Linked DNA regions of Arachis hypogaea: region 1 is linked to region 2. The links are chromatin contacts, called in public Hi-C maps. All regions are on one chromosome and are shown on one strand. Each heading gives the region's core, a stretch centred on a gene start, on an enhancer-like site or on the middle of the called end of the contact. The rest is flanking DNA. Distances are from core to core; before and after follow the strand shown. Region 1 holds the start of LOC112703211 (DEAD-box ATP-dependent RNA helicase 16). Region 2 has its middle 12 kb from the start of LOC112703205.

Evidence for each region. A called contact is a pair of places that touch in the nucleus more often than the background predicts.
Region 1: a Hi-C map of leaf shows a contact between it and region 2, with 9 times the contacts expected there. The contact joins the promoter of LOC112703211 here to the enhancer-like site in region 2. A contact is called at or near these places in 2 of 8 Hi-C or Micro-C datasets (both in leaf).

Annotation. Positions count from the first base shown.
Region 1 is chr7:61,160,523-61,164,552 of arahy.Tifrunner.gnm2.J5K5, forward strand. LOC112703211 (DEAD-box ATP-dependent RNA helicase 16) reads left to right here and starts at 1,889. Exons shown (of 16, transcript XM_025754561.3): 1 at 1,889-2,292.
Region 2 is chr7:60,423,890-60,428,146 of arahy.Tifrunner.gnm2.J5K5, forward strand. No RefSeq gene overlaps it. Among protein-coding and RNA genes, the nearest start is that of LOC112703205, 12 kb to the left of the region's middle. Within about 2 kb of position 1,807, at least 1 of the 3 cell types and tissues checked has open chromatin away from gene starts, as enhancers often do.

The sequences.
Region 1 (4,030 bases), core at 639-3,138, 740 kb after region 2:
CTTATTCCCACTCTAATTTTCGTCATGGAAGAATATTGTTCCCCATTTTTATTTTCCACAAATCTCCATTCTTTACGGGACCTCATTCTCCATTTTTCTATATTGATCATTTATATGAAAGTTCTAATAAAAAATAAAAAAAAATCAGAAAACATTATTACAACATACAAGGACATAGTCACGTAGCAGTAAAAACGAGAAAGGACATCGCAATCAGAGACAATAAGATAGCGATCGGGTGACGACACAATATGCACTGAGCAAGAGTGGTGAGGAGTATGGTTGTGACGCTATGAGATATTGAGATTTGCGAGTTTTGGCCTTTTGGGATGACTGGAGAGTGGGACGACATAGTGTTAGTATTATGGAGAGAAGGGAAGACACTTTGGAAATTAGGGTTAAGTTTTTCAATATATATAGTATGTGAAATGACTAAAAAATTTATATTAAAATTATTAAAGATATTTAAGTAAATTTAAAAATTCGGAGATTAGTCAAGATGAGGTAAAGATCTTCACTTGGATCCCCACGTCTGTCTCGAAAGAATTTTGGTCCCATCCCCATCTCCATAGAAAAAAATTCTTCATCTTTGAATCTCTATTTGAGACAATCTTCATGAGGATTTGAGTTTTGGCATCCCTATTCTAAGCTGCTAATTTAATTCTTAAATTTTAATTAAAAAAAAACATAAACTTATTTTCATGGAAAATATCTAAGCTTTCATAGATGTGATGATATAACTGATGACCCTACACTTTATTGCATTGTTATTAAATTCAACTCAATTTGTCTGATTCGATCGGAAACTTGCTCACTCGATCACTTGACCAAGTTGAGTACTTGTTGGACCGTGCTCCCATCCATAGTTATTAGAATTGGACTGGATTGACCGATTCGACTGAAAAACTGATGAACTGGTGGTCTGGCCAATTCGCTTGGTGGATTGGACCGAACTTACAATTGAACCGATCAACGATAGTCAAATTCATTAAGAATCGACCGGTTCGCACTTTAGACCGCACTGAACCGTGCGGGTCCACGATACACCCGCGCCCTGCTGAACCATTGCGCCCCATTTTGTTTTTTTATTAATATATGTGACAAAAATTAAATATATAATAATCCATGAATGAATTTTTATTTTTTTATTCTTTTAAGCATGGATTAACATGGATACCAAACAAGTAACAACACATAATATACAAACATATTGATATATTAATATTGATTGTGTTATCTTTTGTTTTCCCTCATTCATTTAAATTGATAAAGTATTTTATACTAGTGATTAATTTATTATTTATTTTTACACCATAAATTATATCTAAGAATTGTATTTGATTGTCATTAATATATTTTTTTGAAAACATGCATTTAATTTTTAATTTTATTTTTATAATTTTTTATTTTTATTTAATTATGACCGAGTCAACCATATAAATAAGTGACCCATCGGTTGAATCAATAACCCAGTAACCCTGTCATATGATCGAATTAATTACCGATTCGATTCTAATAACTATATTTCCATCAGACTCAAAGAGACTTGAGTCAACCTTGCAGGTTTTAAAAAAAAAAAAGGGTGACCCGACTGATTTATACAACTCAGATCGGGTATTTTTTTTAAAAGAAGAAACTACATCCTACACTACACTAGCCTCAATCCAAAACTCACCAAAAAGAAAAAAACCAATATTCTGAAAATTGAACCGGACCGATCAATCAGACCGATTCAGCTGCGAACCAGCAACATTAGCAGTTCGGTCAGATATGTAAAATCGTTGTTTAGAAAACCGGTGAGAAACGGTTAACCGGCCAAGAACCGGCAGGTCGGACCGAACCTGAACCCGCCCGGTTTACACAAAAACGGAAGCTCCGTTTCTTTCTCGCTTTCTCCCTTTCTTTCTTTCATTCAGATAGAAATAACACAAACCCAGCCAAAAAACCCTAGCACTGTAAGCCTACACCACCGCCGCAAGGAGTGGCATACTGACGCCGTCCGTCGCACTCAAAGTTCTCCATCCGTCCGTCTATCTAGCTTCCCTCGTGCTCCAAGTCTTCAACCCCTGTTCGCTGTCACCGATCGCGGCTGCTTTCTTTCGTTCAGCTGTCGTCTACGTTCGCGTTCTTCGCCGTTCACGTTCGCTAGCCGTTCCCCGTTCGCGTTCACTAGCCGTTCACCGTTCGAGTTCGCATTCGCGTTCGTCTGGAAGCCACGTTGCTCTGCTTCAAACTCTGCGACCAACCCGCGCGCTCCACCTAGTCGTCGAACTGCTCTCTTTTGTCGCCGCCGTGAGTTCCCTAAACCCGTCACCAGACAATACACTCACACAACACCAATACTCTGCTTCAAACTCTGCAACTTCTGATTTCCATTACAATAAGAAACTATTTGATTTGGTAGTGGTTTGGATTTTTCATAGAATGAATTAAAGTTACAATAGTTATGTTCTCTTCTAAATCACATTGATATTAAGCCTTGAATTCTCTTATTTCGTTTTAATTTTGCCGCACTCAACATGTTTGATAAAATGCTTTAACCATATTTCTGGTAGGTTTTATAATTTCTAGCTTTTAGAAACTTAGTAAGTTGATTGCATGTGAAATTAGAATAATTGGATCTTAGTAATTAGGAAATTTTAGCTGCACAAATAGCATCTTTGCAAAAAACATATTAGCATGATGATTCCACTTGCATTAGTGTTCTTCTGGTAAATTTTAACTGTTATTGTGAACTTGTTAATTTGCTAATTGTTCTTGTGTTGTTGTTCTGTTTTTCTTCTGTTACTTTTAATTTTTTTTTGTTTTTGTTGTGATTTTCTGTTCTTGATTTAAGCTGTGATTGAAGGTTCTTTGGTTTGGGTATTCTTCACTTTCCTGTAAGCTTAGCTTTTAATTCTTTGAGCATACACGTATCAAATCATTGTTTTCAGCAATGGTGATTTTTAGATTTTTTTTGGGTTGCTTTGTTTTAAATGTTCCTATTGTTGTTGTTGTGTTTTTGCTGTGATTTAAACGTTCTTTTGATTTTTTTTCCCGAATGCCCAGTCAGTACTTGGTTGACTGGTTTTGCTCACTGATTGTATTTGATGATAAATTTTAAATTTATAACTCTATTACTACTTTACTGTCTGTTTCTGTAGTTAAATTTTATTAAAGTTTCTTGAATTTGCACTGCCTATGTTACTGATTCACTGTTCCTTCATTGCTTTTTTTGTTGTTGTTAATCATTGTGATGAGCTTTGTTAAAATTGGGTTGAAAACTGTTAATCTTTCTTCATTTTTCACTGTTCTAACTTCTGTTCTTAGTAAAAAATTTGCAATTGGTGATCTTTTGATTTATTATATGTTTCATGTTTTCATTGTTCTGTTCTTATGAAGAAAAAATTTGCAATTAGTGATTGTATGATTCATGTTTTGATTGTTCTGTTATATAAAAAAAATTCTGTTTTCATTGTTTTGTTCATTGTTTGGTTGCACTGTCCCTGTTCTTGATCTCTGCCGACCTGCTACCCGTCCTCCGTGTTGGATTTTTTTGTTTCAGGCTTTGTTGTGTTTTTGTTTCAGCCTCTGTTGTGTGTTTGTTTCAGGCTCTGTTGTGTGTTTATTGTGCAACACTATCATTTTTTGTTTTACTTTTTGACTTAGCTACATTAAGACAATATTCTCTATCTTTAACTTGTGCATTTTAATTCAATCCAGCTATTTTTAATGGAAGTATAATTATGTTAATTGTAAACAAATTTGCAGCAAGTCATTGCATATTTTGATGATTAATTACATTTAATTGGTGATATTTTATGTAGGGTTTTAAATTTCAAAGATATTTAGGATGTTTATTTATAATTTATTTATTATTTTATTATGGAACGGTTTTTCCGGTTGAACCATGGTTAGATCGGTTGGACCAATAAACTAGTGAACCAATGACTAGAGCGGTTTGATGACTGGTTCGGTTTTCAGAACCTTGGAAAAAACACCAAAACCCTAGCTCTTCTAACTCATCTCACCCTGAGACTCTCATCTCTCC
Region 2 (4,257 bases), core at 557-3,056:
ACCACTGGGTTTGTACTTAGGCTTGTAAACCCACTTTACTCCAATCGGCTTCTTATCTGCTGGTAAATCTGTCAACTCCCATGTGTTATTCTTTTTAATGGCATGAATCTCATCATCCATTACTTTCTTCCAATTGTTATCTCTAGAGGCTTCTTCAAAGTTTAACGGCTCACAATCTGAAAATAGAGCAAAATTTATGATTTCTTCATCAGACGGATCGTTGTCATTGCCAACCTCATAATCTGCTAATCTAGCTGGTAGTCTCTTCTCTCTTTGAGGTCTTCTAGATGATTCTGGTTGCTCGGTTGCATCAGGTTGTCTTTCTTCTTCATCATCACATGTATTTGAAATTATAATCGGATGCTTTTCTATCTTTGTGTTCCAGTCCCATATGTCTTTCTCGTCGAATGTCACGTCTCTGCTGATGATCACTTTCTTTGATACTAGATTGTACAACTTGTATGCTTTTGAGTCTGTGCTATAGCCAATAAAGATACACTTCAATTGGCCCTAGGATCACTCACTCATATAAATGACGCTATCATATTTTTCATCTCTCAACTTCATCAACACTCATATGAAATAATAGAACAAAGAAGGACTTCACATAATCATATTTTTTTTTTTCATTTCATGGAACATACATACAATACACAAGGCATATGTGCCTTTATATAGGCAATGCTTCCTACTAAAATAATAATTTATGAATCACAAATCAATTTTGTAATGACTACTATGCTATGAGTTGTCTTCATGAATCTTCCTTCAACTTATATTTATGTAGTTTCTATAATCTTCTAATTTAGATTGCTTGGTCTTCAATTTCAATTCAATTTAATTTTGAATTTTTTTAATATTGTAGAATGTTGTAATTGTACTATTCTCTTGAATGTTCTTCAAAAATCTTCAAGCTTCCAATATATTAGCTTCTAGCAATATCTAGCAAATTGATGATTATTGTATTCAACTAAAACTTTGCTTCTTCTTTGACAATTTTAACTTCAAAAACTCTTCATAAAAATTCTAGTGATGCAAGTTGATTTATAATGAATTAACACTTCTCAAAACAATATCAAAAGAGAGGGAAATGTATCACTAAGGATCAAGGTCATACAGATCCAGATAGAGAGTGCCTGTCATCTACTCAAAAGTGATCCTACGAAGATTCTTCACTAACTCCTCCAGACATCTCTAAACTCAAGTCATCAGCTGCCAAGTTTATCTCTATCTGCAAACATAGGAAGAAACCAAGTTTATCTATATCTGCAAACATAAGAAGAAAGGAGGTGAGAACCTAAAGTTCCTAACAGAGTAAAACAGGAAAAAAGGAATCATAGGATCTTTGTCTCTAAATTCTCGTTAAATAAAAAATCGTCACATAAAAATAACAGAGTACAAATATATAGCAGGTAAATAGAATTAGTCATAGACAATTAGAAAACTGCAATAAGCAATCACAAGAAATTCACATATGCAAACAAGATGGTGCATGCTTGTTTCTAGTGCAGATCATAAACTCACGCATTGGTTGACTATCCGCAGCCTCATGTTACCCGGAATGGATGCGGAATATGGTTTTTCCACTAAATCAGTAAGCACAGATATCACATGGGTGGACCCATCTGAGTTAGATACCAAAATCACAGGTTTACCCGTGTGAGTTAAGCTAAAACCATAATCATAAAATCGCTATAGCATATGTGCATTAAGTAAAAAATAGGGTACCATACAGACGAACCCATATCAGTCAGATACCACTTACTAATAGGTGTCCCCACTTAACAACTCTGCTCAGCAAGTACATTTTCCCTACCCGGGGTCTCTGCTCAGTTAATACGTTTCTTTGACTGGGGTATAAGGCATTTTGGGTTTTAATCATTATTCAATACTTTTGACTCTTTCTTTTAGATTAACGCCTACTTGGTGACTATTTTTCTATTTAATAATTAATAAGACAAACACACTCGGAATCGCGTAAATTATATATCCACGCGTGTGCTATCTATGTAAAATAAATTTCAGGATTCGAAAACTAACGGTATACTAAGAAAACCTTGACTGTTTATCTGGTTTTTCAGGTTAACGTTGTTCTACATCCTGAGCTTTAATTTGGTATAAATTTTATAGCATTTGGATTAAAAATGAATTTTATACAATTTTTAAAAGTTTGTCCCCTGCACTTAAAAATCTACAGAAAACAACAAGTAACATATCTTTTGTAAAAATCACCAAAATTTCATTTCTAACTAAATGCTTCTGAAATTTTGTGGAGGTATACTAGACTTCCTCAAGTTTAAAACAAAACAAGTTCCAGTTCCATATCAATTCATATGAGCAATTAATGCAGCGGGAAAATGGTGACCTGTTTTCATAAACCAGTTTCTGAAATCTCGGCAAGCAACATTTCATCATCCTTTTGGTTACAACTTAAAATGTTACGTAAATCAAAAGTTACATTGGCTAGAAGACACGGTTTTGAAAACTGGAAGCAGGATTTTCAGCACAAAACCCCAAATTTTGAAAAATCATATCTCCCAAACTACTTGGCAAAATTTTCTGAACTTTTTATGGGTCAATCTGGACATCTTGGAATTTATTAGAAAAATCAATTGGTGTAGAAAATATGTCTAGATTGCTCCCAGTTCTCATGGCAAGTTGCTGTCCAAAATTATGCAGAAATTCTACAGTATCTCTCCCTAATATACAATAACCGATTTTAATCCCCTTAAAACTCTAACCTACACTAATTTAATTGTCTCATAATTGATTCTTATTATTTCATATTCCCACCAAGAGCCTCAAATCAATATATATATATATATATATATATATATATATATATATATATATATATATATATATATATATATATATATATATATCACAAATGATATAACATTCTGCACAATATACCACAATTTACAATATCACCACTACGCTATTTACATCAACAATGTTTCAACAGTATCAAGGCACCATAGTAGTAATTTTAGCAACAATTACAATATTTAATCACACTAAATCATCCAAAACAAGAAAACACAACTAACAGTAACATATAAGACTAAACTAGCATCCTAACCCTTACCTCTTTGTTGATCAAAAGCACAAAACTTGTCCCTGATTCTCCCTTGAACCCGAACCCTAACCATTCCAAGGAGTTTTGGTTACATTTCACCAGGCCATTCGGCCAAATTAAACACAGAGGAGGGAAAATCACTCACTTCTCTTTGCTTGTGATGCTAGTTATGTTAACAGAAATTGAGTAAACTAGGAGAATGAAGCAAGGGAAGGATCAAAATTTTGAATTAGAGGAGGAAAGGAAGAAGATGAAGTTGCTATCGTCACCTAGCAGAGAAGCTCGAAGAACAGTTGGGTGAGTGGAATGCAGCTCCCTTTTCAGCTTCGATCAGCTCCTTCCTTGGCTATCATTCTTCTTTTCTTGGTGCTGTGGTTGATGAAGAGCCAGAAAACTTGAAAAACGCTCCTGTTCTTGCTTACTGGTGCTTTGACTGTTCCTCGTTCCTTGCCCTCTCTCTGCTTTCTGTGAATTCAAGGAAGGAAGAGTGGTGCTTATATAGTCAGAAGAAGAGGTGGTGAAGGCTTCGCTGGTCTCTGCTCCATGCAACACCTATGTATGCTTCATCATTACCTTGGCTGATCAGGAGGTGTAATCATGGTTGGAAGCTTCTTGTGGGTTCGGTTAAGGAAGAAACAAGGAGGGGTGTGGCTTTAATCAGAGTTGGTTGTCCCTTTAATAGGGTGAAGGGTTTTGGTTCAGTTGAACCAAGGAAAATATCGGTTCAATAAATTTTCGTTCACGGTTAATTAATCTAATAATATATCTATACTTCTTTATAATTAATTCATCATATGATTAATTAAAGAGGTGGTGATTAACTTGTGATAATAATTATTCCGCAGAATAATTAATTATAACGGAAATCTTAAGTTAGTGAACCTTGTCATCAGAAAAAAATCTAAACTTGACGAATTAAATTAAATTATAATTTTTCTGTCTTAATATCTATCTAACACACACATATATATCTATTTACAAAAATTATAATTTTATTGAAAATAAACAAAATTTTTGGGATAGAAAAATCGGGTTCTTATACTCAGTCGTATTAATACTCAAACAATGATTAAAACTTCAAATCCTAATGTTCAAACATTCCCATCTTCTTTTTCTTCTTTATTACATACCATGGATATTTTTAAAGACCAATTTAATTCCTGTTATATACATCT